Linked DNA regions of Sus scrofa: regions 2 and 3 are each linked to region 1. Evidence: chromatin contacts called from public Hi-C data. All regions are on one chromosome and are shown on one strand. The core of a region is the stretch at or near the end of the contact, and the rest is flanking DNA. Distances in the headings are between cores, read along the strand shown. Region 1 has its middle 37 kb from the start of AKR1E2. Region 2 has its middle 290 kb from the start of KLF6. Region 3 has its middle 380 kb from the start of AKR1E2.

The links. A called contact is a pair of places that touch in the nucleus more often than the background predicts.
Region 2: a contact with region 1 is called in a Hi-C map of retroperitoneal adipose tissue, with 2.4 times the contacts expected there. The contact joins two enhancer-like sites. A contact is called at or near these places in 3 of 47 Hi-C or Micro-C datasets (embryonic fibroblasts, fibroblasts and retroperitoneal adipose tissue).
Region 3: a Hi-C map of skeletal muscle shows a contact between it and region 1, with 6 times the contacts expected there. The contact joins two enhancer-like sites. A contact is called at or near these places in 8 of 47 Hi-C or Micro-C datasets (embryonic fibroblasts, heart right ventricle, mesenteric adipose tissue and 3 more) and 1 of 2 datasets of contacts at active chromatin or transcription factors (skeletal muscle).

What each region holds. Positions count from the first base shown.
Region 1 is chr10:65,728,438-65,731,485 of Sscrofa11.1, reverse strand. No RefSeq gene overlaps it. Among named protein-coding and RNA genes, the nearest start is that of AKR1E2, 37 kb to the right of the region's middle. Within about 2 kb of position 1,400, at least 10 of the 83 cell types and tissues checked have an H3K27ac peak or open chromatin away from gene starts, as enhancers often do. A contact at or near this core is called in retroperitoneal adipose tissue and skeletal muscle, where this site is marked.
Region 2 is chr10:66,200,800-66,203,847 of Sscrofa11.1, reverse strand. No RefSeq gene overlaps it. Among named protein-coding and RNA genes, the nearest start is that of KLF6, 290 kb to the left of the region's middle. Within about 2 kb of position 1,422, at least 6 of the 83 cell types and tissues checked have an H3K27ac peak or open chromatin away from gene starts, as enhancers often do. A contact at or near this core is called in retroperitoneal adipose tissue, where this site is marked.
Region 3 is chr10:66,067,958-66,071,005 of Sscrofa11.1, reverse strand. No RefSeq gene overlaps it. Among named protein-coding and RNA genes, the nearest start is that of AKR1E2, 380 kb to the right of the region's middle. Within about 2 kb of position 1,610, at least 26 of the 83 cell types and tissues checked have an H3K27ac peak or open chromatin away from gene starts, as enhancers often do. A contact at or near this core is called in skeletal muscle, where this site is marked.

The DNA of each region.
Region 1 (3,048 bases), core at 151-2,650:
GTAAAGTTCCTCCATTCGTGAAATTAACGCAATCTGAAAATTCACATATTAATCCAAAAAAAGAAAAAAAGAAAGAGGTTTGATTATTGAAAATATTATAGCTTTAGAGAATGAAAATTACACTGGAGGGGTAAAATTTTTAACAGCCCACTTAAAAATGTGGAGCAAAATATTTACTTGGCTGTGAGCATCTCTGTCAGCAAACTTCTAAATGATTACCGTGTCTTACGTGCAAGATGATATTTCGGTTACAATTAAAATCATTGGTTGGATTTTAAGACGCCTCCGACTCAACCTACAAATTTGGGATTTACTAGGAAAGAATAACAAAACATCTTAAAAACTTCTTGAAGGGTTCTTTTCTTCTTATATCAAGAAGCAAAATGCACTCAGTGCCCTGTTGAGTAAGTTAAAAAGCATCCAAGACATAGGCAAATTCCCTTGATAAAAATGTTTTCTAGATTAATATTGCTATTCAAAGTCCTTTCCACATCGCTTGGATTTTTCTTTTCCTTTTAAAGCACCAAGTTTCTCCTCCTGGTTTTGGAATCCATGAACAGATCCGGTGCCATGTCACAGACACAGTCAGATCCTTTAAAACCTTTTCTCTTTCTGTTTCTTTTTTTGAGTTTCCTGTCGGCCTGACACATTGTGTTCTCACATCCCTTGGAAACCACGTGGGGAAGAAATAAAGTGCACCCCTCCGTCCACAGATAGGCAATGTTTGCTCACCGACTGGGGGAAACACAACAGGTCACTGCAATTGGCTATATATGGTCATTCAGTCACACGGAGCAAGGGACGAGGCCAGGACACAGGAAACACCTGTGGAAAAGGACTCCGAATAATGGGCCCTTTTGCAGTTTAACTGTTCACAAAGCACAGAAATACCAAATACCAGCAACATGTTGGCCAATGTTATTTAAAACGGGCTCCCTGCAAAGACAGGGGAGCAGGTGCAAGACTTGCCTCTCAAAAACGTTCTGTTTTGGAGTTCCTGTGGCTCAGCCAAAACGAATCCAACTAGCAGGCAAGAGGATGCCAGCTGGATCCCTGGCCTCGCTCTGTGGGTTAAGGATCCGGTGTTGCCTGTGAGCTGTGGTGTAGGTCGCAGTCTCAGCTTGGGTCCTTCGTTGCTGTGGCATAGGCCAGGGGCTACAGCTCTGATTGGACCCCAGCCTGGGAACCTCCATATGCCGCAGGTGCAGCCCTAAAAAGCCACACACACCAAAAAAAAAAAAACGTGCTTTTTCTTTAGCACCAAGTCTTGCACGTTGTAGCACTACCCACGGTAAAAGCAATGAAAAGTCTTCAGGGCAGACACTAAAACTGTCTTTCAGGGATGTCCTTTCCTGAAACCTGGAAGATGTGGAAACAAGGAACTTGTGCCTGAGGATGTAGCTCCATCTACAGGACGTGGGAGGTAGGACAAGGTCCATGTAAACAAATTCTCCGGCCACACGCGGATATTAAGGTTGTGTTTTGCTTCTGATAAATGAGCTTTTTCACTGAGAAGAAAGGAACGTGAAACGAGGGGTGACGTGCACGTGGGCCATTCATTCCTGAGGCTTTGATCGACTTAGTTTTTATTCTCTTCTTTGTAAATTAAAAAAAAAAAAAAAGTCCATGTAAGCTCATCTTTGGTTTAAAAGAAAAGGCAGTTCTGGTTGGGGATGTAGATGGCGGGGGCGGCTAGGCATTTGGGAAGCCGAGGGCATATGGGAAATATTTGTACCTTCCTCTCCATTTTGTTGTAAACCTAAAACGGCTCTAAAAAGTGCTCTTTTACATAAGAGAACAGACTTGTGGTTGCCAAGGGGAAGCCGGGAGCGAGGAGGAGTTTGCGGTTAGCAGATAAAACTAGTACATGTAGAATGGATGAGCAATGAGGTCCTACTGTACAGGACAGGAACCATATCCCGACTCTTGGGATAAAACATGCTGGAAAATAACACAGGAAAGGGAATGTATATATATACGTATGTATACATATATGCCTGGGCCACTTCGCTATACAGCAGAGACTGGTACAACATTGTAAATCAACCATATTTTAATTAAAAATAAATATAATAACAAATAGGGGTTTTGTTTTGTTTTGTTTCTTAGGGCCGCACCCATAGCATATGGGCCTATGGAAGTTCCCAGGCTAGGAATCGAATAGGAGCTGCATCTGCCGGCCTAGGCCACAGCCACGGCAAGACCAGATCTGAGCCATGTCTGCAACCTACACCACACCTCACAGCAACGCCAGATCCTTAATCCACAGAGAGAGGCCAGGAATGGAACCTCATCCTTATGGATACAAGTCAGGTTCTTTACTGATGAGCCACAAGGGGAACAATAAATCGTTTTTTTAAAACACAAAACCTCAGGCAGAGTCCACTCAGGGAGCACTGAATTCTTTTAGAAAATGGTATGGAGGTACCTCAGGAAACTAAACATAGAACTACCATATAATCCAGCAATTCCACTGCTGGGCATATATCTGGACAAAAGTTTCACTGAAAAAGATACACGCATCCCTGTGTTCATAGCAGCACTATTCACAATAGCCAAGACATGGAAACAACCTCAATGTCTATTGACAGATGAGTAGATTAAGAACATGCAGTACATATACATGGTGGAATATTACTCAGTCATAAAAAAGACAAACAAATGCCATCTTCAGCAACATGGATGGATCTAGAGACTCATTCTAAGTGAAGTCAGAAAGAGAAAGACAAATACCATATGGTATCGCTTGTTTGTGGAATCTACAATATGGCTCAGATAATCCTCTCCAAAAAACAAAAACAAAAAAACAAACACAAAAAACAGAAACAGATCATGGCCAAGAAGAGCAGACTTGGGGTTCCCAAGGGGAGAAGGGGAGGGAGTGGGATGCATGGGCATTTGGGGGGGGGGGTTGGATGAAAACTTATATTTGGAAGGAATGGGCTGTGGGTCCCTAACGTACAGAACAGGGAAATGTGTGTGATTGGGTCACTTTGCTGTACAACAGAACTTGATGAAACATTGTAAATCAACTATACTTTAATAAAA
Region 2 (3,048 bases), core at 173-2,672, 470 kb before region 1:
TTGATGCTGGGCGGGTACCCTAAGGTCCTTGGTGAGGAGACGTCTGGGCCTTGCCCAGGAACCAGATCTTAGTGCTTTAGGTTTTGCTAATTCGCAAGAAGAGAGGGCTGGGCCCTGTTGCTAAAATCAAGACCAGTTTTTTGTTTATGATTTTTATTTTTTCCATCATAGCTGCTTTACCGTGTCCTGTCGGATTTCTACTGTGCAGCACGGTGACCCACTCACACACACATGTACACTTTCTTTTTTCTCACATGATCCTGCTCCATCATCAGTGCTATGCAGCAGGAGCTCATTGTCTATCCATTCCAAAGGCAATAGTTTGCATCTTTTGAATGAAACTTGCTTTCCCTCCTGAAACTAGATGAGTGGTAGGGTGTGATAGGGGTCAGACTAGTCTTGGTTAAGTGGGAGAGTTAGAAAGTCAGAGGGTGGGTCAAAGAGGTGTGGCTGTGTGGGGAGTGAGACAGATGTCAGGGATCCTACTTGACATGAGTTCATACTTGCAAAACTATTTAAAGCCATGTATTTCTTAAATTCCAAAAGCCACCTAGGTCAGCGGTGACAATATGTCTCCATCAGGGAACAGGAAGCAGAGAAACGAGGGCAGAGCAGCACGAGGGTGATGCTAGTCCTTCTCCCTCTTCTGCTGGGCAAGGACCAGCCCTTATCTCCTCTCGGCTCTGTCTGTTCTAGAGGAGTCTAGGGGACTTCGTGTTTAGCAACCTCACTCATTCATTGTTATTACTGATGTAGGGTAGAAGAGGCTTCTTTTTCCAAATTTGCACATTAACTGGAAACCTGGTTTTTAGGAACATATTCTGCTATTTATTATCTTACCCCAAAGACTTGAAAGTACTGTGCTGTGACTGTCTATCTTTTGGGATGCTCCAGGCTCAGCCTCAGACTCTCCTCCTCACTTGCTCCAGTGCAGCAGAGACTCTGTTCCGAGTATTCCCGATTTAGGAATGGCTCAGGGAGCACAGAACCTGCTTGCCCTCCCTGGAAATAGCTGTACAAGTGCCAGAGCTTTTGCAGAAGTTGAAACATGTCGTCCTTTTCCTCAATATGCCTCATCAGTAAAATCATTCAAACACCTTATGTTTATGCCTTGATTTCCAACAAGGTAATTGCCATGGGGCAGGGGCGGGGGGGGGGGGGTCCGCTGTGCAGATACCGCTAATACACAGTGACGTCTGTTCTGGGTTTCATCACATCCTGCTGACAATTTTTGACCAGAGAGCTCCTGACGGGATGAATTGTACAGACAAGAAACAGGATTTTCAAGGGACCTCGGAGATCTGGACATCTGTTAGAAATCTCATTCTACTAAAAATAACACTGGTGTCCCTTCAGGCCCGTCCTGGCTTGGGTGGAGCAAGAACAGTAAGGTTCGATCCCACGTGTGTGGACGTTGCCTGTGTGCTCGTTACAGCTGCCTCTCAGTCCATCTCCCCAGGGGCCCTGAGATCCTTGGGGAAGGTCCTTGCAGGAGAGACGTCACTGCCTGGTCCCCCAGGGCAAGGCCAGCACAGGCAGACCAGCCCTGCCCGTCACTTCAGCTCTTCCCCTCACTGGTTCTGTGTGGCTACGCTGAGCCTCAGTTTCCTCTTTCACTAAAGGGGGTGGTTATGATTCTCAACGCCAGGTGTTGTGAAAATACGTGTTACAGGGAGAGCAGAACCAGTAGTGTCACCCGACTGCCCAGGAAGAAATGCCCTCCACTTCCCTCCGCTGAAGCTCTAAATCCAAGTGGGCATCTGCAGCCCTGCGGCCCGGCTTTCCTGCCGTGGTGCTCAAGTGAGAGCCCCTCTGTGACCTGACCCACCTGGTCCTCTCAAGGAGAACACCGTCTCTCCTGAAATGCCAGCTTCACCACCAGCGGGTTCTTCTCATCCAGGGGAACCACAGCTTCGCGTTTTTCAAACAAAGCCAAACAAAGGCCAGCAAACTGCAACCGCTCTCTTGAGATCCTCCGGGCCTGTCCCCTTCTCTGCTCTCCTTCTCTGAATGTCCTTGAAATGTGCCCCCAGTTGTCCCCTCCACTTCCTCGTTCCCTCACACTCCCTGGAATTCATGATTGTCCTGTGATTATTTCTGGACCTGTGGTGCTTAGTTTCCTTAGTTCTCCTTACAGATTCATTTCAAACTCTTCTCCGAGGCTGTACGTCCCCCAGCGTCTTCAGGTAATGAGGGTACCTGGCGGGTGACCCTCTGCTGGAGCTCCTGGACCCAGACAGTCTGGGCTGGTGCCTGTTCATGGTCCTCGGCCCACGTCCTGGGATCTCCCTTCAGCATCGCGCTCAGTGGGTCCCTTCATCTCTCTCCTGGGTTGGATCACGATTCCTCACTTCCAGAGCTGCCTCCTTCCTCGTGTACACCTTCTAGAGTAGATTCTCTGAGCATTGCCCAGAGACACAATTTTTGAAGACATGTTAGCATTTACAAGTAATACTTAAGAATGGGATCTATCTCCAAAAACTGTTTCTTTTGTTTTTTGTTTAGGGTAATGAAGGAATTTATCCATCATCTCGTGGCTTTCAGAGTCCGTGTGAAGAAGCCCAAAGCCCTTCTGGTCACTGATCTTCTGTATATAACCTCTTTTAGTTTATTTTTGTCCTCTGGATGTTTGGTTAAGTCCTCTCTTGGCTGAAATTTCACAATGGAATTCTTTGGTATAAGTCTATTTTTGCATCTCTCTCTCTCTCTCTCTTTTTTTTTTTGTTTGTTTGTTTGTTTGTTTCGTTTTTCTTTTTTTTTTTTTTTTTTTTTTTTCTTTTTAGGGCTGTGCCTCTGGCACATGGAAGTTCCCAGGCTAGGGGTAGAATTCTACCTGCAGCTGCTGGCCTACACCACAGCGACAGCTATACCAGATCAAAGCCGAGTCCATACCACAGCTCATGGCAACACCAGATCCTTATCCCACTGAGCGAGGCCAGGGATTAAACCTGCATCCTCATGGACACTAGTCAGGTTTGCTACTGCTGAGCCATGACAGGAACTCCAATACACAGACCTGGAGATTACCATACTAAGTGAAGCTAGACA
Region 3 (3,048 bases), core at 361-2,860, 340 kb before region 1:
ATGTAGTCCACAGGCAGGAAGAGAAAGTCCATCCCCACCGAGCAAGGAAGTAAAAGGCAGTGACCCAATGTGGAGTAAGAACCTAGAAAGCCACCTGTATCACTCACACCTACTACCGCTCGCGAGTCTAGGAAAGACGCCTCTACTTTATTTTTCCTTCCTACCACAGTGAGTTGAAAGGTAATGACGGCTCCACCTGCTGAACGCTCGGATGCTGAGGAGAAGCCGTAACCGTGGATGTGGGCGCCTCTCCCGCTATCACAACCATGTCTAAGTAGGGTTGCACTTTCACAGCTTTCAGAGGAGGTTAGAACTCAGCTGCGGTTGGGGCTGAATCCCTATGCCTGACCGAGTGCCTACGGCGCTCAGACATAAAAGCAGACCCATGATTTGCGCAGCGCTTGGAACTGAAAAGGCTGGGCTCCAGGACATACAGACTTGGTCCCCAGGCCTGAGGTGCCTGGTGGGAGACTGGGCACGTGGTGTCATGGATACTTGAGAGGAAGCCCCACGAGATCCTGGTCAACTGCAGCCGTCCAGCGTAGGGACGTGGGTATATCAACCGGATGCAGCCACGTGCGGATTCTGGATGAAGGTCAGTGGGGCCTGTTACTGGGCGTTGCTAACAGGTGCCAGGCGATGTGAAGGCTGCCTGCCCAAAGATCGCAGACAGCCCTGCCGTCTCCCCATACCATGTGTCAGGACATCTAGTTCAAGGCCTGGGGGCCCCGTGGGTGCCCTGGGACCTCCCTCCGCCTTGATTCCTCACTTGCACGCAGGAGTGGCCATACTCACCACCCAGGCATGACGTCAAGACTCAGCTGAGATAGGGCGTGACGTCGGAATCACAGAGAACAGAAACACAGCACGTCCTTAATAGGTACTAAAATTCTTCCCATTTTTCAAATTGCTTTGAAAAAACAAACTGCTTTGCTATCCAGAGAGGACGGCCAGAAAAACAGCATAATTCCTGCTCTGCTCTTTGAGCGTTTACTCACACGTGTGTTTATTTTTTCCCATAATAATGCACAGGAAATACACTACATCTTCCAAGTGCTGGCCGATTCTGTTTATGTTTGTTTGCACACTGAGTCCCTGATGGACAGAGGTCGTCGGGAGGCCTCCGTGCTCCGGGGCCCAGTGAACGCTGGGTTACCGGGACAGCCCTTTCCACTGAGGCAGCGGCATTCTGCCCACGATCTTTCACGTGGGTTTGATGACTTTTCACATGCCTCGTGAAAAAAATTTATTTTTTCCTTTTTGGCTGTGCTTCTCTCACAATACAAACTCCCTCTAAAACTGATGGCAGACTTTATTTGAACGCACAAGTACATTCCAGCTTGAGAATGAATCAAAGCCACATTTTTTTCCGTAGGATAAAGACACTGTATCACTGAGCTTTTGTGTGTCCTCACAGATGCGCCTCTCCTCGGCCTGGACGTGAGCTGTCAAAATCGTACTTTGTGGCTCTACGTGTCTACTGACGGGAGCTAGGAATCAGGGGGAATACTAAGGCCACTGAAATTTCCAGCTGCCTACATTTCTACGCTGAGTAATTCTGCCCGCCCCAAAAGCAAATATTTAGAACGAGTCCATGCTGACTCATGATGGAACCTTCAGGACAAAATGAACACATTGTTTCTGCTCCCTGTGCCCCAAGGGTGGGGACCAGGCAGTCCTGCCTTTAAATAGTCACAGGTTGTGTCAGTGACCTTCGTGTCCCCTCCTGATGACTCACAGGCCTAACCTCAGTTCTTACTGGTGCCACCTTTCAAAAATGTCTGTTTTCACTCCTGAGCACCTCTTCTCTCTAAAAGGGTACGGCAGCAAGTGTCCATTTCCCTCTGCCTCATAAATGAAAACGAACGATGTTGAACAAAACAAAATAGGAGTGTTTAGCCCCGAATGATGCCGCCGCAGCCGCCTTCCGCGCCGAGTGCGCCCCTTCCAGTCAGTCGAGACGCCCATGACATTTGCTGTCACAGGAATCCGGCCCGAAGCAGTTTCGTAAGTTTTCTATCACTGGTTGGCGTGTGGGGGCCGAGACAGAAATGGAGAAGGGAAAAATACGGTGGAGAGAGCCTTGGACTGACTGGGGTAGGATGATGTCAGCAAAACAACGTGGAGCCAGAAGCAGGGAGCCCTCTGTCCCCGCCTGCCTGGGACTGAAGGGTGTGGGGAACCCCTGGCTCTCTGCCGACACCAGGGACAGGTTCGGATATGCAGTCCCCCTTTTACTCCACGAAAGGCCTTTGGGCAAACCAGCGTCTCTGGGCCGCGGCGTCTCGCTGGCGCAGAGGATACTACATCTGCTCTTGGGTTTCACGGAGCAGAGATGCCGTGGGCAGAGAATGGTCTGGACACCGTGAGCCTCCCGTGGCCTCAGCCTTCCTGCATTTAGCTCCACCAATCCCCGCAACAACCCTGCCGCGCGGCAAAGGGGATCATTCGCGCCCCTTCTCTGTGCAGAATGAACTCCGCCCTCGTCAGGTCACCGCCAGGGGCCAAGCTCCGCCCTGACCCAGGCCCTGTCCACGCTCTCACCAGCTGTGCCATCTGCACCAGTAAATAATACGGACTGTTCTCATCATTATCTTCACATAAAAATACAGAAGACCGCCTGGCCGTCCTCATCGCTGCGCCCCTCCTCACACAGAGCAGTGACCCCAAAGCACCAAACTTGCCAGGTCGTGTTACCCGCGGCCCCAGAATCAGAGAGGGGCTGCCTTCTCGGGCCTGTGAAAGTCCCGCGGGGTCCGAGCAGTCCCCCACGCCAGGGCTGGGCTCGGGAGGAGGGGTCCCAAGGCAGAGGGCCTGCGCCTGCCCTCCGCCTCCCACCCATGCCCACTGGCTCCTCCTTGTTCTTCGGCCCCGCGGCCGATGGAGTCCCTGCTCAGGAATCAGATCCCAGCTGCAGGTGTGGGATCTGATTAACCCAGTGTGCTGGGCTGGGGCGCGAACCTGCCTCCCAGTGCTCCAGAGACGCCAGCACACCCTACTCGCCAGAGCGGGAACTCCCTCACCATCACGCTTCAACAGGCTGCTGCC